Regions from separate parts of the Mus musculus genome. Here all the other regions are linked to region 3. A link is a contact called in public promoter capture Hi-C data. All regions are on one chromosome and are shown on one strand. Each heading gives the region's core, a stretch centred on a gene start, on an enhancer-like site or on the middle of the called end of the contact. The rest is flanking DNA. Distances are from core to core; before and after follow the strand shown. Region 1 holds the start of Mrpl54 (mitochondrial ribosomal protein L54). Region 2 holds the start of Agpat3 (1-acylglycerol-3-phosphate O-acyltransferase 3). Region 3 holds the start of Prss57 (protease, serine 57). Region 4 holds the start of Sgta (small glutamine-rich tetratricopeptide repeat (TPR)-containing, alpha). Region 5 holds the start of Rrp1 (ribosomal RNA processing 1 homolog (S. cerevisiae)). Region 6 holds the start of Pias4 (protein inhibitor of activated STAT 4). Region 7 holds the start of Cactin (cactin, spliceosome C complex subunit).

Region 1 (3,365 bases), core at 206-2,705, 1.5 Mb before region 3:
CTCAGACACTGCCCTTGGGTCACCCACGGGAGCCTGTCCAGTCCCGCACGGCCCGCAGTACCTGTGTCTCCGGCCCGGGCAGGATTGTCCGGACGGTCCGCCCGTCCTTCCAGAAGAGTCAGCAGCTCTCTGGGATCCCAGCTTTGGAACCGGATCATCGGTCACTGCACCATCCAGGACTATTGCGCATACACACTCTCAAACGGCCTGCTGGGAAATGTAGTCCTCGAGTCCGCTCTCTCTCCTTCCGGGGACTCGCCAGTGTTGCAGTATAGATAGTAGAGCTCAGGTTCGAATCCCGAGACTACAAGAACGGAGGCGAGGCTCAAACTGGCTTTTCTTTTCTAAAATCGGGTTCTGCATCACTTCAGAGTGTAACGGCTGAGGTAGGACATGGGCAGAAACCAGGGATGGTAAAGAGAGCCATGACTTGAAAATTTGGAGTGCAAAGGAAAAGTGGGAATGGAAGTTATTGAGGACGGACTTCCACTTTGTATCCCAGTAAGGATCTATAACGGTACAATCTAGACTTGAGTTGACACTGGAATTTGCATCACGGTCCTACATATAGATTAGGGACAATGATAATTCCTAAACTTAACTGTGTGATCTAAAAAGAGTTCACCTGGTTAGGTTTGTTAGCAATGAGTCTAGAAGATTCTAGTACTAGTCTATTTATTCTTGAGAGTCTCATGTAGCCTAGGCTGGCTTCAAACTCCTGATCCTCCTGCCTCAGCTTCCTGTGTGCATCCAGCCTCCATTTCTGCTACGAAGCCCCAATCACCAAACCCCACTTTTTTCTATTAGTGAATAGAACACATACGTATCACTATGTAGAGTAGGCTGGCCAGGAACTCACAGGCATCTACCTACCTCTGCCTCCCAAGTGTGGGGATTAAGCTGGGGTTCATCACTCCCATCATTCTCAGCTACCCATATGTTTAAGCCAAGATCTCATATAGCCAAGGCTGACCTCAAACTTGCTGTGTAGGACAGATCGACCCAAACTCCTGATTCTCTTGCCTCCACCTCCACATCACAACTGACTGTCCTAACTTTTAAGCTTTCAAAAATTCCACAAGGGATATAAGCATGATTTTGCTGTGACATTTAAAGTAAATAAAGATCTAAATACTTGTTGTTGTTGTCGTCATCATCGTCTGAGGCAGGGTTTCTTTGTGTAGCCTTGGTTGTCCTGGAACTCAAGCAGTAGCCAAGGTTAACCTTGAATTCAGAGATCCTCCTACCTGTATCTCCAGAGTACTGGGATTAAAGGTGTGCCATCACCATTTGAACTGGGGGCAAGAATTTAATGAAATATTCTTTGAACGGTCGATAGCTACAGAAGTTAAAATTAGTCGTTAGTCGGGCAAATTTTTTTTTAAAGACTACATTTCCCAGAAGGCCGCGGCGCCTCCAACACCTCCAAAGCCGATCTGGAGGGCTGACGTAACACGGAAGTCTGCACGTGCGAGCGGCCGGCCAGCGTCATGGCGGCCGCCCATCTCCTCCGGGCTTCCCGGGTGTGGGCCCGCTGGCATCCCCGGGCGCTCCCGGTCCTCAGAAGACCTGGAGGATTCTCTATCCGGGAATATGCTAAAAAGCCAGGTGAGTTGGCTCCGAAGGAACCAAAGTGGGTACGGCCGGAGCGCTGCTGGGGAGGTGGGGTTCTGAGGATTGACTGCGCAGGCGCAGCGTTACGGAGGCCAAACGGTGCGTGCTAGCGTAGTGAGGCCTGCGGGTGCGCCGCTAGCCTCTACGCTCAGTGCGCAGGCGCGGCCCTTGTGGGACAGGGCGGGACCAGGCTGGGTGTCACGCTTCAACTTTGAGTAAATCACCAAACATAACCAACATCAACTAAGTTATTGTCATTATTTTAATTTAAAAAGTAATGTGGGTGGGCAGGTTGGTTCATTGTGCAAGGTGCTTGCCTGGAAAGCCTTGAGTTTGATCCCCAGGACCCACATAAGCAGGGAAGGAGATGACCAATCCCACAAGCACTGTGACAGTGTACACACCCGTGATAATCATTATTTAAAATTATTTAAAAATTACGCTTTGAGGCGAACGTGATACCTTTAATCCCAGCAGAGAAGCAGAGTGATCTCTGTGAGTTCCAGGCCTGCCAGGAAGACCCCATCTCAAAAATATTTTTAGTGTTTACTTTTTTGTGTTGTTCCAGGAGAGCTACATCATGACATACCCTGTCTTCAAAAAAAAAAAAAAAAAATGTTGCCAAGTTGGCCTAGAGTTACCGAGCCATCTCTCTCTTCTCAGAATTGGTTTTTTGTTTTTTTTTTTGAGACAGGGTCTTATGACTCCCCAGCCTCAGCTCCAGAATGCTGGGATGCCAGGCATGTGCCACCATGTCAACATCACTGAATGGAAGAGGGGTTGTGTAGTATGGGCTGGGCCTTCAGGGCCCACGGGAGTGGGACAGGTCTGTGCCATAACAAGGGACCCTGTTATGCATGGAGAGAGCTGGGGCTGTTGGTTGTTGGAGGCCACACAAAGGAGGGTTGAAGGAGGGCAGAGCTGGGCAGGCTGAAGTGTCCCGTTCTCTCACTGTGCAGTTGGCAAGGGCGGCAAGGGCGGCGTGGCCGCTGAGGCCCTGAAGGACCCCGAGGTGTGCACAGACCCCACTCAGCTCACCACACATGCCATGGGGGTCAACATCTACAAGGAAGGCCAGGATGTGGCCCTGAAGGCAGACTCCGAGTACCCCACATGGTGAGTGTACCACACTGCATAGGAATCCTGACACCCAGCCTTCAGGAACATGGGGCTCCAGGATAGCCCCCTGAGGCCTGCTGTGCTCGTCTACCCTTGTCATGGGTGGTTCTGGATGCCAGTGAGTACACAAGACCATATGTCCCCAAAGGCTGAAGGGGGCAGCAGGACTCTGCTTCTTGACATTTATGACTGATCCCCAGCTACCCTTGTTCCAGGGACCCAGAGGGTTGGTCAACAGCACAAGTATCCCCTTCCCAGGGCAAGCTGGGAACCAGTTACCTGAGCAGGCAGATATGGTGGGCTACATTCTCAGGAGATTGGGAGAGGCAGGGGCAGTGGGATGCAGACTGGGCAATAAGTGTTTCCTGGGGAGGCCACATGGATCCAGGACCAAGTAGTAGAAGGTGTGCCTTGTGCAAAGGTCCTGGGGAAGGACAGAGCCAATTCTCTGGGAGCAGAGAAGAGGCCTATGTGGCTGGAACAAGAGACCAAGGGGCAGAGGGGCAGACGGGAAGCAGAGTGGGGATGACCAGGTCCCTTAGGCTCAGTCTCTGACACTGAGAACCAGGACTGGGTGTAGAGGCCCACCTGGACCCCAATCACGCCCTGGAGCTACAGGATGTCCATGCTGC
Region 2 (3,086 bases), core at 128-2,627, 1.4 Mb after region 3:
CAGGATGGGATCCTTACTTGGGGGCAGGATGGGGTGTGTGTTGGGAGTGGGGTCCAGGAGGATAAGGGAAATGGGGTCTAATTAATTGGCGGGGAACCCCCAAATTTCCAGGCGTCCCCAGGAGGACTCAGAAGGAAGGGGAGTCTAACCTGAGCCATCAAAACATCCTGGGTCTCAAGGGGACCTCCGGGACTGGGAAGGGGTCTAGGCTGAGGCTCAGAATGATTTCAGGAGGCTGAACGGAGGCAAATCCAGGCTGGGCCTAGGAATATTCCAGTTCTTGGGGGAGGCAACCCAGGAGGACTCCAGGGAACCATCGGGGGTCCAAGTACGGCCCAGGAACACCCCGAAGAACTTCAGGGGGACAAGGGGATCCAGGCTGGGCCCAGGAACACCGCAGTACCCCAGAAGGACTTCAGTGGGCTAAAAGAGGGGATTCAAGCTGGGCCCAGGAACACCCCAGTGGGACTCCGGAGGACCGCAGGCAGCTGAAAGGGAGTCGGACTGGGTCTAGGAACATCCCGCTGGCCAGGGAGGGTGGAGGCTGCTCCCGCGGGGCGCGCCTCGCGTCCCCTCCCCCGCTTGCTGTCCGTTGGCCGAGGCGGTCGCCGCTGCGCCGCGGGCCGCGACTCCTCCCCCGCGCGTCGGTCCGCGCGTGTCCCCGCGTCCCCGCGCCTGGCGTCCCGCGCCGGCGGAACTGTGGGATCGCCGCGCACAGGAAGTGGCGGCGGCGCCGAGGCGGAGGGCGGCGATGGGGGCCCGGGGCGGCGGGCGCCGCACTCGCTGAGGCCCCGACGCAGGGCCGGGCCGGGCCCAGGCCGCGCGCGCCCGACGCGAGAACCGCGACCAGCAGGTGGAGTGCAGGTGAGCCGCGCCGAGCCCGGCCGAGCCGCCGGAGGTCGTCCCCCGCCCGCGGTCGCCGGGCCCCGCCGCAGTGGCCGGCTGCGCTCCGCGGGGCGCGCGGCCTGGAGAGCGCGGCGCCTGGAGGCTCCGGGTCCCGCCCGGCCCCTGTGCGGCCTGCCCGGCCCGCCGGTGCTGTGCGGGGTGCGCGGCGGCCTGGGGATGCGGGCGATCGGGTAGAGATGGGGATGCGGGGCCCGACGAGAGGGCCTGGGCGGCCTTGGGGCCCCTCTCCGGGGGGAACCTTGCTCGGCTCCCGGCTCCTCGCTCTGGGGGAGCCCCCCATGCCTGATTTCGGGGCCCTGTGGGCTAGTTTCACTTTTTTGCTTGCTCAACGCGGAGGGAGGGCTGCAGGTGGGACGCCCTGGAGGAAGGTGCGAGGGCTCGGTTGTTGTTGTTTTTTTTTTTTCTTGACTTTGGCGTTTGAGACCAAAGGCCGACTGTGAATTTCCACGTTTCACTCAGGCGCTGGGGTCATTCAGTAACCAGAGCCTCTGGAGGAAAACACCTGTCCACGGTGGGCCTGGAGCCCCGGAGCAGTTGACCCCAGGTACCTACGACAGGAGGATTGTGAACACTTAAGCTGGGTGGAAAATATATTCAGGTTTCCTTTTTAACTTCGAGAGAAGTTTAGGGGCACAGGGAAATGATTTTAGAAATGGCCTTTCAAACCTAACTTTTTAAAGCAGTGTGGAAAGTCTTCTCTAAGAGAATACTTAAGAGACTGGGTTCTTCTTCCTGGGAAACGAGAAGGCTACTTGGATTTGAGACAGATTGGAATGACTCGTCCAGAGCCAAGATCTTGGATTCTGGGATTGGACACAGGGTGCCGGTTGGGGGTGCTGGGTTGGTGGCTGTTGGAACTGAGTGGAAGCAGCTCTTTCTGCTTCGATGACATTGGGAAATGGACTGTGCCCCTTTCAAAGGGGTCTCTGTGCACTTTGATCACTCCCTTACTGTCCCTTCCCCTTATTAGGTAAGCAGGACTCCTTCCAACTTTAGGATTTAGCCTATAAGATTGATTCCTAGTATCACACTCTGTGCTTTGTAATTACGTTGTTTCCAAAGGCAGTTACATGCAATGGCTTTGCCAGCCTCTCTTTGGTCTTGGTGGCATGTGCTCCTCAGCATGGCTATGTTCAGCAGGTGGATGTCAGCTGGATGTCTGACCTAACTCAGTCTGGACCTACTGGAGGCCTTGTGTGTGGCCCCCACCTGCTCTTATCTGTACAGCAGCAGGGCAGAAGGTCTAGGTCTTAGAAGTTGCCTGTGGAATTGGTGGGAAGTGGGTTAAATACAGTGTCTCCTAGGGAAGGAAGATGGGAGGGATGCTGGAAATGAAGGGAGGTCTCTGTCTCACCCTAAGCTGCTCCCAGATAACAGGCCCAGCACCTGGGAAGGACAGTGCCTGTGTGTTCTAGGGGACTGGGGAAACTGAACAGAAAGTAACTGATCTACTTCAGAAGTTACAAAAGGAGCATCTACTGCAGTAGAGGAGTTGTTTACTTCTTTTCTGGGGCATATAGCTGCGACTCTGTGCTAACAGACTCTGAAACACACTGGGGTCTGAGGAGCAAGGCTAGCCACTTGTCCTGGATTATGTCACAAATCTCCACAGCCAGAATTTAAATGAAGAGCAAAGGGACTCTGATTTCCTCCAGCCCAGTCAGGGTAGTAAAAATCTGTATACATCTGTCTCTGGCCCACTTGGAGGCAGGTAGGGCATAGTAAGATCTTTGTATAGTATGGGATGAGCAAAGATGGAAGTTTATTGTTGTTTCAGGAGTTAGAATGGCATCGTTAATCCAAGCTCACTCCTAACAAGTTGGTGCTGGTTAACTGGTCCAGCCTCTCAGAGGATGGAGCTGGTACCAACTGTGTGTGTTCCCTTCTCCGACGGCTTTGCAGTGTCACTGCTTTTTCAGATCCAGTGCTGGACCCTTGGCATCCCCTACTCTCTCTCTTGCCAGAGCAATGGCTGCTTTCCCTGCATTCCTTGTGTGTACCCCACACTACTTTCCCTTCTCTCAAACGCTGACAGACTCTGAACCACATTTTGGCCTTTGCATACCTCTGTGATGTTTCCCATCTCATTCTGTGGGTGGCGAGGTTTGAACAGCTTGTCTCTGGGTGTGACCGGCCACATTAGGCCAGCGGCATCTTGCTGACTCGTCTGACATGAGCCC
Region 3 (3,152 bases), core at 364-2,863:
GTCGTCATCCCCGCTGATTTCTCTTTATATCGCTGTCTTCATCTCTGTTTCTGTCTCCCTCTCATTTATTTTATTTGTTATTTTCTGAGTGTTTTTCTGTGTGTATATACCACATGCATGCAGTACCCACAGGAGCCAGAAGTGGGGACAGATCCACTGCCACTATGTGAGTGCTATCAACCAAACCCAGGTCCTTTGGAAGAGTAGCCAGTGCTCTAAACTGCTAAGCCTTCTCCCCAGACCTGCTTTCTGTTTGTTTGTTTGCTTGCTTGCTTGCTTTTTGTTTGGCAAGGACTCACTCTGTAAAACAGGCTGGCTTTAATCTCAGAGACCCATCTGCCAGTGTCTCCAGAGAGCTGGAGTTAAAGGTATGCATCCTCTTCAGGCTTGGCTTTCTTTCTGTCCTTATCTCTGTCTTTGTCTTCCCCTCCCTCTCTGTCTCATTCCACCTTCACCTGTTTCTGTTACTCTCTTATGTTCCTCTGGCCCTGGCTCTCTGGGGTCTCTCCCTCCTTCCCCTCCTGCTCTGTGTCTGGTCACTACTACCTTCCTGAGCCCTGGCTCCCTCAAAGGCCAATGGTGCAGAGCTTCCCCCTGCATCCTCAGTGGGGGATGGAGTGACCCTTTTGGGAGGTTGTTGCTAAGACAACAGTGCCTTCTCCTGCAGGATGCCCTTGCTGACCCTGAGCCCTCTCCCCTTCCTGAGCTGTCTGGGACCACTGTGCACCCTGAGTTCACCCAAGCCCCTCTCTGCTCTTAGGTACCTACCATTTGCATCAGCCCTGGGGTGGGTCCTACAGGCCAACTAGGGCATAGCCTGTAGCAGACTTAATTAAAGCTGCAGCATCTGCTAACAAGCATGGACCAGTACAAGCCCAGCCAGTGTGTGCTCTGGGCTCCATCTCACAACCTAGGGGAAGCTTATGTTCCCACCTTACGTGGGTCCATGGTAGACAACACCTGTGGCCTTAGCACTTGGAGGATAGAGGAGGGAGAGGCAGGCAGGCGTTCAGGGCTATTCTCAGCTGGATAGCTAGTTCAAGAGCGTATTGAATTAGAGGCCAGATAACTGAACTTTCTCTCCCAAAGGTCCCCACCACGAGGAAACCCAAGCCCAGCACATATCCTGATGGGTGGTCTCTGGACTCCAGACCTTAGGGTCACTCTCTGCTATGTCCCCAGTTCTTCCAAGGAAGTATGGTATACAGTAGGACCTCAGTAAAAGCAATAAAGTCAGCCCAACTCAGAGCCCTCCCCAAAGAACTAGCTTTATGGTCCTCACTGACCTCAGGTTCATGATGGGGAAACTGAGGTCAAGGGTCAAGGTGCTTGCTCCTGGGCTACCTGGCTGGGGACAGACAGATAAGCAGAGTTGGTGCTTCCAGGATGACTGTCCCCTGAGAAGGTCTGAATGCGTTCAGTGGCCAGATAATCTAGTAGGAAGGTACAAGGGGAGTTTGAGCTCACAAACCAATCTTGTTTCTAAACTTCTGGGTTTTCATGAGCAGCACAGTTGGAGACAAGAAACAGTAACGTGGCCTCCCCTGATTTCCAGAAGTGCCTGCTCCACCTTCTGACCACAGACCACAGACCCGGAACAACTTTCTGGACTGAACCGTTGGGTGCCTCCTGCACCTGCAGACCTCACCAGAAAGATGCCATCCTCTACAGCTATGGTGCCTGGGACAAGAGGAGGCTGGCACTGTCTGGTGCTGACTACAGCAGCTGCCCTGACCCAGCTCATGTGGCTCCCTGGTGAGAACTCCAAATGGCCATTAGACCCTACCCAAGGTGACCAGGCTCCCACACAGGATGCACGTGTACTCTTGCTCAGGCAGGAGGCTATGGGGTGGGGGTGGGGCAGCCAGTAGGGACTTCAGCCACCTCAGGTACAAGATCGTGGAGACTGGGCTTCCTAGCTTTTGTTTTGTTTTGTTTTTATTTTTGTGTGTATTAGTGTTTTGCCTGTATGTTTGCATGCCTGCAGTACCTGGAGGAACCAGAAGGTGGCATCAGATCCCCTGGAATTTACAGTCGGTTCCAACAATCATGTAGATGCTGGCATTAGAATCTAAGTCCTCAGTAAGACCAGCCAGGGGTTTTAAATAACGAGCCATTTCTCCAAGCCTCCTATTTTTTAAAAATTACATTTATTTATTTTGAGAGAGTACATGTAGATAGTGCTTGTCACAACCAGTGGAAAACTTGCAGGGGTCGATTCTGTCCTTCTACCATAGGGGTTCCTGGGATTAAACTCAGATTGTCAAGCTTGGTAGCATGTGCCTTTGCCTGCTGAACCTATCACAGGCCCAAAAGGTCTCCTAGCCTCAGTCTTTAATTATCTATCTATCTATCTATCTATCCATCCATCCATCCATCCATCCATCCATGTCTGTCTATCTGTTTGCTTTCAAGACAGGGTTTCTCTGTGTAGCCCTGGCTGTACTGGAACTCACTTTGTAGACCAGGCTGGTCTCGAACTCAGAAATCTGCCTGCCTTTGCCTCCCAAGCACTGGGATTAAAGGTGTGCCCCACCACTTGGTCCCCTCTATTTCTCTTAAGTAAAGTGGGTTTCTCGTGGTCCAGGCACCTTGAAATAGCTGGGCAGCTGAAAAGGGAATCACCTTGAATTCCTGATCCTCCTGCCTCCACTTCCAGAGTTCTGAAACAGCAGGCCTGCACTGCTACACCATGCTTATGTGGTGCTGAGGGTGCCTGGGACTGGCTTTGTCTGTCTGTCTCATCTCTGTCTCTGTCTCTGTCTCTGTCTCTGTCTCTGTCTCTGTCTCTGTCTCTGTCTCTGTCTGTCTGTCTGTCTGTCTCTCTCTCTCTCACACACACACACACACTCACTCTTAGGCGAGGTCTCATCATGTAGCCCTGGCTGGCCTGTAACTCTCCATGTAGACCAGGCTGACTCTGAACCCACAGAGATCCTCCTGCCTTTGCTTCCTGGATGCCTCCCTCTAGGTTTGCCCCTTCCTCTCAGCCCAGCCTCCACCCCTACTCCCTGCCAGGGCTGTGCTCCATTGCCCTTGATTTACCTGTCCTGTCCTTGTCTCTCACATTGCCCCACCTCTTCCAGGTTGCTGTGGGTCCTACATTGTTGGAGGCCATGAGGTAACGCCACATTCCCGGCCCTATATGGCCT
Region 4 (3,390 bases), core at 159-2,658, 1.3 Mb before region 3:
TTTAGCCCAACCTTGCCTACGGTATGAGACCCTGTCTCAAAGAAAATAAAAAAAGTAGAGTACATACAGCTTTTGCAGAGGGCCTGAATTGCACTGCACCCAACTCTAGCCTTGGGGATTCCATGCCCTCTTCTGATTTTTATAGGCACTGTATTCCCATGCAGACACCCACACATAGACATCCACATAATTCAAAAGTAAAGATAAGTTGGTTTTATTTATTTTTATTTATTAATTTTTTTTTTGGTTTTTCGAGACAGGGTTTCTCTGTATAGCCCTGGCTGTCCTGGAACTCACTTTGTAGAGCAGGCTGGCCTGGAACTCAGAAATCTGCCTGCCTCTGGCTCCCGAGTGCTGGGATTAAAGGCGTGCGCTACCACGCCCGACCTGTTTTTATTTTTATTTTTATTTTTTTATTTATTTTTGGTTTTTTGAGACAGGGTTTCTCTGTGTAGCCCTGGCTGTCCTGGAACTCGCTCTGTAGACCAGGCTGGCCTCGAACTCATCCCGAGTGCTGGGATTAAAGGCGTGGGCCACCACGCCCGGCTCCTGTTTTTATTTTTTGAGACAGGTTTTTCTGTGTAGCTTTGGCTATCCTTTGTAGACAAGGCTTGCCTCAAACTCACCGCGATTCCCCCGCCTCTCCAGTGCTGAGATTAAAGGCGAGCACCACCACTGTCTGGCTGCTAATCTTTGTTTTTCTTTTAGGCATCAGAAAGAAGTTGGGGTGTGCAAAAGATAAGTTTGTAAATAGGTTTTAAATATAAAAATAAGTGAAGTAGATTGTTTAGTGGTTAATCACACTTACTGCTTTCACAGAAAGTGGGATATGCCAGTTTCCAAGATGGGCGAAGTGGATGAAGAGTTCCGGGCCAGGCTGGGCTCGTAGTATTGTCATTTTAAAAAAAGGAAAAAGAAAAAAAAAATTACGAAAACAGGGGGCTGGTGAGATGGCTCAGCAGGTAAGAGCACTGACTGCTCTTCCAAAGGTCCTGAGTTCAAATCCCAGCAACCACATGGTGGCTCACAACCATCCACAATGAGATCCGATGCCCTCTTCTGGTGTGTCTGAAGACAGCTACAGTGTACCTACATATAAAAATAAATAAATCTTTAAAAAAAAAAATTACGAAAACAGAACCAAAAACTTCATAGCATCAGTTAGTGGCTTTGATTCAGATTTGTCTTGCTGAAAGCAGCTAGATCACGTGACAGACTCCATACCACGTGGTCTGCCTTGGTGCCTCAGGGGTCCGCCGCCGCCCCACCGTGCTTTAGGCCTGACCCGCTTGGTGACTGTCAGACTAACTTCCGGTTTTCCTGATGCCTCCAGAGGGCAGTTTCCATAACAACCAGCTTGTGACCCCCCTCTTCGCGTGACGTCACTTCTGTTTTAGAGCGAAGGGTGCACTTGAGCGCATGCGCAAAAGGAAACCTACACAGGAAATGGTTTTTTTCTGCGCAGGCGTCTTGGTCCTGAGGGCGGAGCTTGGCTGCGCCGCGGTGCGCAGGCGCAGCCGTCGGTGGGTCGGGTCTTCGGTCGACTGAGAGGTGAGGCTGGGGGCTCCGCCGTGCCCCGTATGGGCGTCGGGGGTCTGTGGGTTTAGCTTCGCTGTGCTCGGGAGCCCCTGGGACAAAGGTGGCTTGTGATCCGGACTTCTGCTCTCTTCGGGGTCACGTGAGCGGGCGGCGCAGAGAGGAAACTGAGGCAGACAGCGTCCCAACCCACCCCCACCCCTCGTCGCTTTTTCTCACGAAAAGGTCAGCGTTTAGGTGTGTGTGGGGCGGATCTCAGTTTTCTCGGGGCCCCTAAGGTCTAAGACCCTCTTACATTGCCATTCCTCACCCTGGTGACCTTGCTTAGCCTGTTGCCTGCCCACAGCCTCAGTTTTCCTCTTCTGTACAATGGACGTTGTCACCATTGTCTGAGCAGTTGTGGGTGCTCCTTCCCATTGGGAGGGTGTGTTTGATTTTGGTGCCAAAGGTAGGTAGTGTGTGGGTTTGAAGGGCAGAGGGCCAGCTGTGCATGCTAGGGCAAATAGCTTGACCTCTCTGAGGAGGAGTTTTCTTAAAACAATGGTAAGGCAGGTGTGCTGACACATGGGCAGAGGCAGGAGTATCGTGGGACTTCCATGCTAGCAAGGACTACATACTTTGTCTCAGAAAACGAAACAACCAAAAGCAAAGACTCGAGCAAATAGTCTAGAACTTTGGTCCACAACCTATAATCCAGTCTTTCAATTGAGAGGGGGAGACAGCTGGATCGCGGGGAGTGAGTTCAGGCCCAGCCTTGGATACCTAACACGGTGGAGGTAGCTGGACCACAACGTGAGACCCTGTCTGAAAATGAAATCGACATAATTAATAGTTTGTTTGTTTTGAGACAAAGTCTTTATCTGTCTCTGGCTGTCCTGGAACTCACTATGTGAGCCAGGCTGGCCTCAGCGCCACCTCTGCCAGGACTGTAGGTGCCACCACCTCATCTGGCATCATAATTAACGTAAAAAGGATGTCAGTCTGGGCCCGTTTAGTTGTAAGCTGGGCTTGCTGGCTGTCATCCCAGCTTGTAGGAGGCTGAATCGGGAGGATGGAAGTGAAGTTCAAGGCTATGTTGGGCTACATGGTGAAATCCTCTTGTCTCAAAAGCCAGGTTGTAGTGGTGTCCGACTTTGATCCCAGCACTCAGGAGGCAGAGGCAGGAGGAGCTCTCAGAGTTCGAGGCCAGCCTCTGGTCTACAGAATGAGTTCCAGGACAGCCAGGTTGCAGAGTGAGACCCTGTCCTGAAAAACCAAAACCAAAAATGAAATGTTAGCAACAACAAAAACAAAGAAAGTCAGTTGAAATTGTTATGTCTCTGTGTCTGTCACCTGGACATTAATTGTCCTAAGGTCCATTAGCAGAGGTCTGTTAGCCTCTGTGGTGGCTGGTGAAGGCACACGTTCCCCACCAGTTGATTGAGATGACTTTCCTGTTTTGTCCCTCTGTGGTCATTTATTTGATCAGTCTTTCCTTTTATTGGTCATTCTCATCCACAGGGACAGTGTATGGGGATGTTTGTGATCGGTGTGACTGAAGGGGCTTCTGATGTGACACTGACACTGGGTGGGGGTCAGGAACATTGCCCACAGAACAGTGCTTCTGTTGGGGAAACAACTCAGTGAGCAACATGCTTGGCATGAGGGTCTGAGTTCAATTCCCTGTGGATTCCCCATGGAAAAAGCTGGGTGAGAGTGCTGGGGGCACTTGTAATTTCAGTGTGTGTGTGGGGGAGCACAAGATAGGCAGATACCGGGCTCTCTGCATAGCCTGCCTAGTCCCAACATCAGCTCCGTGTCCCAGGGACAGACACTGCCTCTAAAACATGACATGCTGCCTGGAGGGAGTATACT
Region 5 (3,072 bases), core at 431-2,930, 1.4 Mb after region 3:
TGTCCTTATAAGAGTTGCCTTTGGTCATGGTGTCTCTTCACAGCAATGGAAACCCTAACTAAGGCACTAATTACCATCTTTGTGCTTGAGACTTGTAGACTTAAAAAGCATCCATGACTGGATGTTTAGGACCAGATCCTCCTCCTCCTAGTTGGTACATAATAAACAACCTGAGGTTCCAAGTTGCAATGGTAGTGAGTGTCCCAATCAGAGTGCTCACACCTAAGCTGAGCCCACCTTTTCTGTCTGTGTGTCTGTCCTGTATTTCTTTACTTCTCCCAGTTGGGGTTTCAGTACTCAAGCCTAGCAGGACTTGGCATATACACATATGTATAGGTGGATATATTTACTGTGTGATGTGTAAGTAGAGTCTGACCATTAATATTAGTAGTTTAAGATAGCTTGCCTAGGGCTGGAGAGATGGCTCAGCGGTTAAGAGCACCGATTGGTCTTTCAGAGGTCCTGAGTTCAATTCCCAGCAACCACACAGTGGCTCACAACCATCTGTAATGGGATCTAATGCCCTCTTCTGGTGTGTCCGAAGACAGTAACTGCGTACTCATATAAATAAAACAACAGCAACAAGAGATAGCTTGCCTAAGTCAAAGAAACTGGGTTGACTTTAAAAAGCGTGGCCATAACATTGATGTAGTCTATCAAATTTTTTGTTATTCAGTAAATTCTGATGTTATAGAAAATACAGAATTGTCTATGTTCCTGTAATAGTGCTTAGACATGCCCTCTCCCACCCCAGTTGCTTATTCCTCTTCAGTCAGACTTTCAACAACCATCCCTCCCATTTTTTCCAGCATCTAGCTTTTCAAATACAGCCACCTTCCTTGCCTGACACTTTAATCCTGGGCTTAGCTGGCCTATGGTGTAGCAACGAACTGGCAATGTTATGGTACCACTAAGTCCAAACGTCCACTGGTCTTGGAAATTTCCCCCAGCAAGTCATCAGACTTCTGGTGGTCTTGGGCACACCAATGAAACCTGTAATTGTTTTGTATTCTAATTTGACATTTCAGCTCTTGGGCTATATGGAAAAATTTTCCCAATAGTGTCCCAAACGATTGTCACCACACATTTCATGAACCAGGGCACACTCAAGTTTTGCACACTCACTGTGCTTTCTATAGTGTATTTGCCTGCCTACCTTCATGATAGGTACCTGCACCCTGTCCCATAATCTGGATCCTGACAGCCTTCTTGCTTTTCTCTTTCCAGGAAAGTGGATGCTCTACAAGAGGCTTGGTGGGGTGGATTTCCCTGAGGACTAAGGTGTTAGGGATCAGGTAAAGTGTTTCGGGTAAAGCTCGTAGTTCTCGGCGTTGCAGGGTTCATGCACACACCCAACCTCCCCCCACCCACACCCCACACCCCAACATGGCTCAGGATGCTGAGCCAAGGGCAGCTCCACGCAGTCCTGCTAAGTGTTACAGTTGAGGACAAGCTGGGCCACATCACGATCTTCTTGTAATACAGCCACTCCTGCTGCAGTAAAGAGGAGGGCGAACCCAAGACAATGCTTTAACCTTTTCAAGAATCAGAGATGCCCTAGGCTTACACCAGACCATCCTCCTCCCTGCAGGGTGCAGTTGCGCCTCTCGGCCACTGAGAGGCGGTAGCGTACGCCAGCATCGTCCAGGACGTTTGACGTCTAGCTGGGTTGTGTCGCCTCAGTGTGACGTTCAGTGGTGACGAGCGCGTGTCGTCACTCGAGCGCCCCAGCGGAAGCGTCGAGTGCGTGGTCTCAGGGTTCTCCTCACCATGGTTCCCGGAGTGCCGCTCCCGCCGGAGATCCAGCTGGCGCAGCGCCTGGCGGGCAATGAACAGGTGACGCGGGACCGCGCGTTGCGGAAGCTGCGGAAGTACATCGAGGCCAGGTCGCAGCGGGCGACAGGTACGCGGGCGGGAGGGCAGGCGAGCTCCGCTGCGTGGGCCCCGCAGGATCCGGCCTTCGTCTGCTGTTCTACTGGCTTAGGCTGACCCGATCGGTCTGCCCGCTTTTCTTCCTTCTGTAGCTTGCTGGTGCTCTTCCGCCGGCCTTTACTGGTGTCCCGTGTTCTTAAAGGTGTGTTCTCGACACCCCGTTCCCAGGATGTCCTTTTGCAGAGCGGTTTCTGTGCTTCTGGTCCTCAGTGAGCGACCCCTTTCAGCAGCCTCCGCGTCTCTTGGATATCCCTCCGCAGATGCAAATTATAGATTCCCTGAGCAGTGGTTTGGCCGAGGTCACGGCTGTATGCTTTGGGAAGTGTCTCAAGGCAGTTTTCCACGCTCTAGTCAGAGAACCCCAGCTTGGGGAATGCGCTTCGCCAAATGGTGGCGATGTCCTTTGCTTTTGGATATCCCTCCGCGGATGCAAATTATAGATTCCCTGAGCGGTGGTTTGGCCGAGGTCATGGCTGTATGCTTTGGGAAGTGTCTCAGCGCAGTTTTTCACGCTCTAGTCAGAGCACCCCAACTTGGGGGATGCGCCTCGCTAAATGGTGGTGATGTCCTTTGCTAGCCGGAATGAATAACTTTCACCATTTAATCTCCGAAATGTCATAGTATAGCTACAGTTCCTTGGTCTGACACTGGCTTAATTAATCACTGCATTAACAATGGGCCATCTCCCGGTCCCGAAAGTGTTGGGTTTCTTTAACTCTATGGGACTGATACCTGCTTGCTGGTGCATGGAGTTACTGGAGGGTTGGGGGGAGGGGCTCCTCCAGGCACCGTTATGGCAGTTCTGTTGGAGAATGTTTTGAGGGCGGGGCTGGCTGCCCAATCATATTTTTTTAAGGTTTATTTATTTATTTAATGTATATGAGTACACTGTAGCTAGCTGTACAGATGGTTGTGAGCCTTCATGTGGTTGTTGGGAATTGAATTTAGGACCTCTGCTCGTTCCAGTTGGCCCCACTCACTGAGGTCAGCCCAGCTCGCTCAGTCCCTGTTCCGTCTGGCCCAAAGATTTATTTATTATTATAAATAAGTACACTGTAGCTGTTTTCAGACACCCTAGAAGAGGGCATCAGATCTCATTAGGATGGTTGTAACCTACCGTGTGGTTGCTGGGATTTGAAC
Region 6 (3,195 bases), core at 180-2,679, 1.4 Mb before region 3:
ACTACAGGGCCATGCGAGCCCTACACCTGCCAGCTGCCGCTCGAAGGGAACAGGGACACCTGCCCGGCCGCATTCTGTTCATCCCCAACCCTTCTCTTCATCAAAATGCAACCGTAAACATGAGCCATAAAATGCACCAGAGCAGGAAGCACATACACCTTTAAGACCACCCTCCCCACGTGGGCGCGGTCCAGTCCTCCCAATGAAACGGAAGCAAGGGGCGGTGCCGTTCTCGCTTAAAAACCCAGAGCGGGGCTAGAAGTGAGCGTGGCCCCAGTGCAAGCTTCGAAAATTTGGGGGTTGGGTGGGGCTTGTGGGTAGTTAGAAAGCCAAGGAGGGCCCCTGAAATGGTGATCGCCCAGAAGTCTATTAGGAGTTCGATCCACAGAACTCATTTTGTGACACCTGGTTAAAGGAGAAAGCAATTCCAGCAAATTGTCCTCTGATGTCCACCTAGGGGGCTTGGAACGCGCGCACCCACACCTATTCGCGTTAGTCTCTAAACCTGATGACCTGAGTTCGATTCCCTGAATCCATATTGTGGAAATATACAAACCCCTTAGATTGTCTTTGGACGATCAAAAATTGCGTGTCTCCCCCAGTATATAAATAAAACAGACCACAGAAAAGTGGGCGTAGCCTTGAGCCAACAAATAAAGAAGGAAAAATGCAGCTAGAGGGGCTTCTGTGCCCTAAAGAAGCAAGGCTACGCAGGGCTTGGTTATGTTCATCTTTAATCTCAGTTCTCCGGAAGCAGGGGCAGGAGGATTTCAGTGAGTTTGAGGCCAGTCTGGTCTACAAAGCGAGTTCCACAGAGCCAGGGCTACATGGTGAACCTGTCTCAAAAAACAAAAACAATTTTTAAAAACCCACAACTGTTGCCACCGCAAGCCAATTTGAAAACGAGGCAGGGGGTTCGGCCTGTACTCTACAGAAAAGGTGGGGCCAGTAAGAGAGGGAGCAGGGCAAAGGGTATATGGTTCAGGCACTAGCTGGTTCATCCCTGCTACCTACACAGTGGAAGGAGAAAACCTAATTTCCTAGACTGTTTTGTGACTTTCACATATGTACACACTAAATAAACACAAAAATTTAGCGGTTCTCTAAAGCAAGAGAAATGAGGCGGCGGGAAGTGCTGCTATTTCTTTAAGCAGCAGACTCCTCCCCAGAGTGGGCGTGGTAGCGGCCAGCGCCTTGAAAAATAACCGTGGGGGGCGGGATTTGGCAATTGTCCGTTGTGATTGGTCAGATCCTCGGGCGGGGTTCCTGTAGGCGCGTGCGCGTGATGCATCCTCCCGCCTCTCAGACGCGGGGGCGTGGAGGAAGGAGCCAGCACTCGCTTTTACTGGCTCTCGCGCAGGCTCCGCCCTTTAGTCGAGGGCCCTCACGTGACGCGACGGCTGGGGCCTCCCGGCGCGGGGGACGCTAGTGGCCAAGATGGCGGCAGAGCTGGTGGAGGCCAAAGTGAGTGAGCGAGAGTGGCTCCGGCCGGGACAGGCGGGTGGCGGAGTACGGACCGCTCCTCGCAGGGAGCTGGGAGGGCGGGGTGTGGCGGCGCGGGCGGCGAGGGTGCGACTGGGACGCGGGCTGAACCTGCGGGCGGGGGGCGGGGAGACCGGGGGCGGGGTCGCCAGCTCCCTCCTGGGGTGTCCCCGCCGTCTACTGTCACTTCTCTACTGACCCTAGCAGGGGTTCCCACAGTGTGGCTACACAGCTTTCCCGGTGCAGGCACTGTCCTCTCCTTTGGGTTAGCTCTGTTGGGACATAACTGGGGGTCCTTCTGTGGTCTGGGAAGCCGAAGGAATGCAAAGTGACTTCGCCATCAGGTTTCCAAGGCAACGAGTAGGACTCAGGTCCGGGTGCCCCCCCTCTTTCCTCCCCCACAGGCCTGCATGGGGAAGGTCTACAGGGATTGCCACAAGTCCTCTGATTCTCGGGGCTCAGACTGACACCTTCTGACTCCAGACTCAGGCCAACTATAAGTGCCCAAGTTCATTTTAGAGACTCAGCCCTCGAGTCCCGCTCCCCACTTGTCAGCTCTGGGGTACCTCTTCACTTCAGCCTCCAGTGATCCTGTCTCACTCTAACCCATCTCTAACCTGTGAATCGCCTTGTAGAGTTTCTCTGCTGCCTGGCATACTGGACCCACCACCTCCTTGTTATGTGTTCCTCAGATTGATCCTCACAGGACACCTTGACTGAGTCCAGGGGAACATTGTTTAGACTTGTTCCCCCATTTCTGCATTAAGGTACCAGGGCTCTGACCTGACTTGAGTCCCCATTAAACCCTCTTGAAGTACAGCTTGGCTTAGCCTACATCCAGTTCTGCTCTGTCTCCCTGTCAAGGTTCCAGCACACTTGTCCCTCCAGAGTTATTGGAGTTCCTCAGTCCCCCTCAAGCATCTTCCCACCCATAAGATTCAGACTTGCCCCCCCCCCCCCCGTTTTTCTGCCTGCCTTGTGACATGGTCCTTCCCTCCCCACTGGGACCCTTAGGGTTATTCTAGAGGATCTGATTAAAAGGTGTCGTCCTCACCAGGCATGGTGGCACACCTTTAATCCCAGGGGTCTGGAGACAGAGGGAGGCAAATCTCTGTGAGTTTAAAGCCAACATGGTCTACAAAGTGAGTTCCTGGACAGCCAGGGCTCCACAGAGAAATCCTGTTTCAAAAAATCATTTAAAAAAAAAAGTGCAGCTGGGCGTGGTGGCGTACGCCTTTAATCCCAGTGCTCGGGAGGCAGAGGCAGGCGGATTTCTGAGTTTAAGGCCAGCCTGATCTACAGAGTGAGTTCCAGGACAGCCAGGGCTACACAGAGAAGCCCTGTCCTGAAAAACCAAAAAAAAAAAAAAAAAAAAAGTGTACCCCTCTTTCTCACCATTTACTCACCCCAAATCTACACCATTTACATAGTGGTTTTCTCTTGGGAAACAGAACTTTGAGATGGAGATATGTAAACTATGATCTGGAACGCAGGAGTTTTTTTTGTTTTTTATTTGGTTTTTTTGAGAAAGAGTTTCTCTGTGTAGCCCTGGCTGTCCTGGAACTCACTCTGTAGACCAGGCTGGCCTTGAATTCAGAAAATCGCCTGCCTCTGCCTCCCAAGTGCTAGGATTAAAGGTGTGGGCCACCACGCCCGGCTGGAACACAGTTTTACTCCTTGAAGTCCCCCTTGTACCATCCTAGAACATTGGGG
Region 7 (3,104 bases), core at 266-2,765, 1.5 Mb before region 3:
CTAGACGCTGATGACCCCGGGGACCACGAGCGCCTGTGACCCTTACGGGCCCAGGAGCCCTGAGCCCGCTCCTCACCCGAGTCAGAGCATGAGGACTGGTTCTGTGAGTGCCATCGGGGTGGTCGAAGGCTCTGGCTTCGCCTCCTAGACTTCTGCCGCTGCTCTCCTTCCGAATCTGACCTGTGGGAAGGACACATCAAGACCTGTTCAATGCTGGCTGCTGCTGGGCACCATCCTAGGTGCTGAGGTACTTGCCTAGAATTCTAGCCTCACCGGCCTGTAAATCACATTGCTCCCCACATGAGCTAGGCTGTCCTTCATAGTAGAGCTACACAAGTCCCAGGGCCATAACAGACAATACAGCAAGAGAAATGAAGGTTAAAAGTGAGGGAGTAGTTCTTTTTTATGTAGTTTTTATTTTCTTTTAATTTTTGATTTTTTTCGAGACAGGGCTGGCTTCTCTGTGTAGCCCTGGCTGTCCTGGAACTCAGAGACCCTCCTGTCTCTGCTTTCTGAGTGCTTGTTTTATTTTAAATATGACATCTACAATGCTATCAGGTGGGAACTCCCTCTACAGCCAGGCTGGTTCTTATCTGTCTCCTAAGTGTTGGGGTTACTGGTGTGTACAGTGCCGTCAAGTCCTGCTGAGATGACAGGTAGAAGGGATGAGAAATGACAGACGAGAGGCCCAATAGATGGACTCTCTGACAGCCCAGGAACCACGAAAGAGGAATACCACCAGGTAGTATTTTGAGGACATGAGTTCGAATCCCCAGTACCCACAGTAAAAGATAGATGTGGCTGTTCGGGCTTGTATCTCCAGTGCTGTATGAACGGTGTCCTGATTAGGCTTTGGTCAACTTGTTAGAAGTACTGCCAGTTGAGAAGAAGGGCTGTCAACTGAGCAGAATTAACTATGAGGAAATGCAAAAAACCTTAACTGTGAGGCAATGGCTTGTAATCCCGAGCATTCCAGAGGCTGACGCAGGAGGCCAGCCCGGGACAAGACAATGTCTATGAATGCAGAGGTGGCGAGTGGAGTCATTCGGTCCCCTATGCTCATGGCCCGCGGTCCCCGGAAGTCTCCTTTGCCCCGGCGCAGCCCGGCATCTCGGATACTGCCCCGCCTGTCCCTCGGCTCCCAGGCCCGAGCAGCCCCCAGGACGCTCACCTGCGCCCTCGGCTGCGCCGCTTGCGTTCGCGCCGCCGCTCGTGTTCCCGTCGCCTTCGGCTGCTCCGCCCATGGCTCCGGCTCCGGCTCCGGCTCCGACTCCGACTCCGACTCCGACTCCGACTCCGGCTGCGGCTCCGGCCCCGGCTTCGACTCCGCTGCTTCCGACCCCTGCGACCCACAGACCGTGAGCGCGAGCGAGAGTCCCGACCCATTTGGCGGCCCGCGCCGCGCATGCGCGCGCGTAAACAACCAGGAAGCTTGGCGCCGGGGGCTTTCCTTTGGCGCGGCGCTCTAAGGACTGTCCAAAGTGCGCCTGATCACAGGGAATGACTTACTCCCTCTAACCGGGACTCCAGGGACAACATAACCCGAGATTTCTCCGGAGTTCTCAAGCTGGGAACACATAGTAGATTCCTAACGGGACGCCGTTAGAACTAGCGGATTGACGCTCCATTCATGCAGTGAAGGAGACTGACCTAGGTGGGCCCTCCCTCGCGCCCTAGGTGACCGGCGAGTAGCGTGCTTAGGGAGGCGGAGCTACGAGGCGGTTGTTCCAGGGCGGAAGAGGCGCCTAGTGGGCGGAGCCTGCACTTGCATGGGCAGTGCCCTAGGGGCGGAGCCTAGTAGAGGAGCTTATGGGGAAAGAATAGGGCTGGGTTAGGCGGGGCTTACGGAGATCGACAACTGTAGATCGGGAGACCCGGCCGGGGACCTGCGCTGGGCGTGGCCTGAGAAGGAACGCAAGAATGGCGGTTACGGGAGCCGGGGTGGGCGGGGTCTGGTAAACTAGATTGACAGGCGTAGACCAATGGGCGGAGGAGTGCATATCAGGATTTGAGAGGGTGGAAGAGGGGCTGATTGAGGCAAGATTGACATCTGTAACTACGAACTGTGAATGGGTACGGGCAGGATATGTAGTCGAGAGTGGCCGACTGAGGAGTGGGAGGAAGTAGAGCGGCGGTGGGCGGGACCTTGGGGGCGAGATGGACACATTGGATCTGAGGGCGGGGCCAATGAACCCAGAAACTGCGCTTAGGGGTCTTGCTGGGCTTGGAAAAGGACGTCAAAGGGGCGTGGCTAGAGTGGGCGGAACTTAAACCTGCAGGGCCCGGTGTACTTCTAAAAATTGAAACCCGGAGACCCAAGCGCTCGCGGGAGTCCTCGGTTTCTAGGGTAGCCTTGTAGCAACCGGTTCCGAGCTAATAAAACAACAGGACATGAACAGACAGTCTCTGGCTGACTCCAGGACGAGTCTGAGTACTACTACGCCCGCCAGCTTGCGTACTGCGCTCAACTTGTGGCTAATCTATGGATAGGGAAGTTTAGGCTTGGAGAAAGGAAGTCATCTGCGAATTGGGATTCATCATGTGGGATCCAGGGAGGGTTTAGAGCGGGGGAGACAAAACACGTGGTGCCCACCCTTCGCCTGCTCTCCCATCGCACGCACGCATAAGTCACCGGAGAGGAGCTGTTTCTTATTAGAGATTTATTACAGATCTCAAAAAGAGGGGCTGTGACAGGTGGGGCGGGGACCTGGACTGCATACATTTGCCGGCTGCGCTGGAGGGACAGGCCCCTCTGGTTGGTGCCAAGAGGACACTGTGCTTGGATTGTCAAACACCAGACCACATAGGCTGAGGACGAGGGATCCCAAGTCCTGATGAGTAAGACACACGAGGTTTGTAGTTTACAGAATGGATTCAACAATAAAAACAGGATTGGGGGGAGGATGTGCGATGCGATTTTTAACCACCGGAGAGTGGAGCTAGGGGTGAGAGACAAGGGGCTGCAGACAGTACCGTGCCAAGGGACCCCACGGGGAGGGCATATTGCACTGAGGTTGATGTGGGGCTGGACAGGGGACTTGCTGGGATGGCTTGAGGAGAACAGAAGTGGGCCGGAGAGGGCACCTCTTCAGCCTTGGAGGAGC

Evidence for each region. Promoter capture Hi-C pulls out the DNA fragments that hold promoters and counts their contacts. Capture Hi-C pulls out chosen DNA fragments and counts their contacts.
Region 1: a contact with region 3 is called in a promoter capture Hi-C map of adipose tissue, with 2.4 times the contacts expected there. The contact joins the promoter of Mrpl54 here to the promoter of Prss57 in region 3. A contact is called at or near these places in 3 of 39 promoter capture datasets (cranial neural crest, hippocampal neurons and liver), 1 of 115 datasets of contacts at active chromatin or transcription factors (astrocytes) and 2 of 9 other capture datasets (adipose tissue and liver).
Region 2: a contact with region 3 is called in a promoter capture Hi-C map of embryonic stem cells, with 4 times the contacts expected there. The contact joins the promoter of Agpat3 here to the promoter of Prss57 in region 3. A contact is called at or near these places in 4 of 39 promoter capture datasets (embryonic stem cells, hippocampal neurons, liver and 1 more).
Region 4: a contact with region 3 is called in a promoter capture Hi-C map of liver, with 4 times the contacts expected there. The contact joins the promoter of Sgta here to the promoter of Prss57 in region 3. A contact is called at or near these places in 3 of 39 promoter capture datasets (hippocampal neurons and liver).
Region 5: a promoter capture Hi-C map of hippocampal neurons shows a contact between it and region 3, with 4 times the contacts expected there. The contact joins the promoter of Rrp1 here to the promoter of Prss57 in region 3. A contact is called at or near these places in 5 of 39 promoter capture datasets (embryonic stem cells, hippocampal neurons, liver and 1 more), 1 of 484 Hi-C or Micro-C datasets (embryonic stem cells) and 1 of 115 datasets of contacts at active chromatin or transcription factors (stem cell-derived neural progenitor cells).
Region 6: a contact with region 3 is called in a promoter capture Hi-C map of pre-B cells, with 3 times the contacts expected there. The contact joins the promoter of Pias4 here to the promoter of Prss57 in region 3. A contact is called at or near these places in 4 of 39 promoter capture datasets (the C10 cell line, hippocampal neurons, neutrophils and 1 more), 1 of 115 datasets of contacts at active chromatin or transcription factors (astrocytes) and 2 of 9 other capture datasets (adipose tissue and liver).
Region 7: a promoter capture Hi-C map of liver shows a contact between it and region 3, with 12 times the contacts expected there. The contact joins the promoter of Cactin here to the promoter of Prss57 in region 3. A contact is called at or near these places in 4 of 39 promoter capture datasets (the C10 cell line, hippocampal neurons, liver and 1 more) and 1 of 9 other capture datasets (liver).

The regions. Positions count from the first base shown.
Region 1 is chr10:81,265,016-81,268,380 of GRCm38.p6, reverse strand. It overlaps Mrpl54 (mitochondrial ribosomal protein L54), which reads left to right and starts at 1,455. Exons shown (of 3, transcript NM_025317.2): 1 at 1,455-1,608; 2 at 2,574-2,730. The coding sequence starts at 1,491. Apba3 (amyloid beta (A4) precursor protein-binding, family A, member 3) reads right to left here and starts at 209. Exons shown (of 11, transcript NM_018758.2): 1 at 62-209.
Region 2 is chr10:78,349,991-78,353,076 of GRCm38.p6, reverse strand. It overlaps Agpat3 (1-acylglycerol-3-phosphate O-acyltransferase 3), which reads left to right and starts at 1,377. Exons shown (of 10, transcript NM_053014.3): 1 at 1,377-1,450. It overlaps Gm40709 (a long non-coding RNA gene), which reads right to left and starts at 594. Exons shown (of 3, transcript XR_871856.3): 1 at 150-594.
Region 3 is chr10:79,787,446-79,790,597 of GRCm38.p6, reverse strand. Prss57 (protease, serine 57) reads left to right here and starts at 1,613. Exons shown (of 5, transcript NM_001042710.1): 1 at 1,613-1,755; 2 at 3,087-3,152. The coding sequence starts at 1,656.
Region 4 is chr10:81,058,289-81,061,678 of GRCm38.p6, reverse strand. Sgta (small glutamine-rich tetratricopeptide repeat (TPR)-containing, alpha) reads left to right here and starts at 1,408. Exons shown (of 12, transcript NM_001358550.1): 1 at 1,408-1,551.
Region 5 is chr10:78,411,651-78,414,722 of GRCm38.p6, reverse strand. It overlaps Rrp1 (ribosomal RNA processing 1 homolog (S. cerevisiae)), which reads left to right and starts at 1,680. Exons shown (of 13, transcript NM_010925.2): 1 at 1,680-1,903. The coding sequence starts at 1,771.
Region 6 is chr10:81,165,954-81,169,148 of GRCm38.p6, reverse strand. It overlaps Pias4 (protein inhibitor of activated STAT 4), which reads left to right and starts at 1,429. Exons shown (of 11, transcript NM_021501.4): 1 at 1,429-1,464. The coding sequence starts at 1,438.
Region 7 is chr10:81,319,514-81,322,617 of GRCm38.p6, reverse strand. Cactin (cactin, spliceosome C complex subunit) reads right to left here and starts at 1,515. Exons shown (of 9, transcript NM_027381.2): 1 at 1,172-1,515; 2 at 1-180. The coding sequence starts at 1,407. It overlaps Pip5k1c (phosphatidylinositol-4-phosphate 5-kinase, type 1 gamma), which reads right to left. Exons shown (of 18, transcript NM_008844.3): 18 at 2,644-3,104.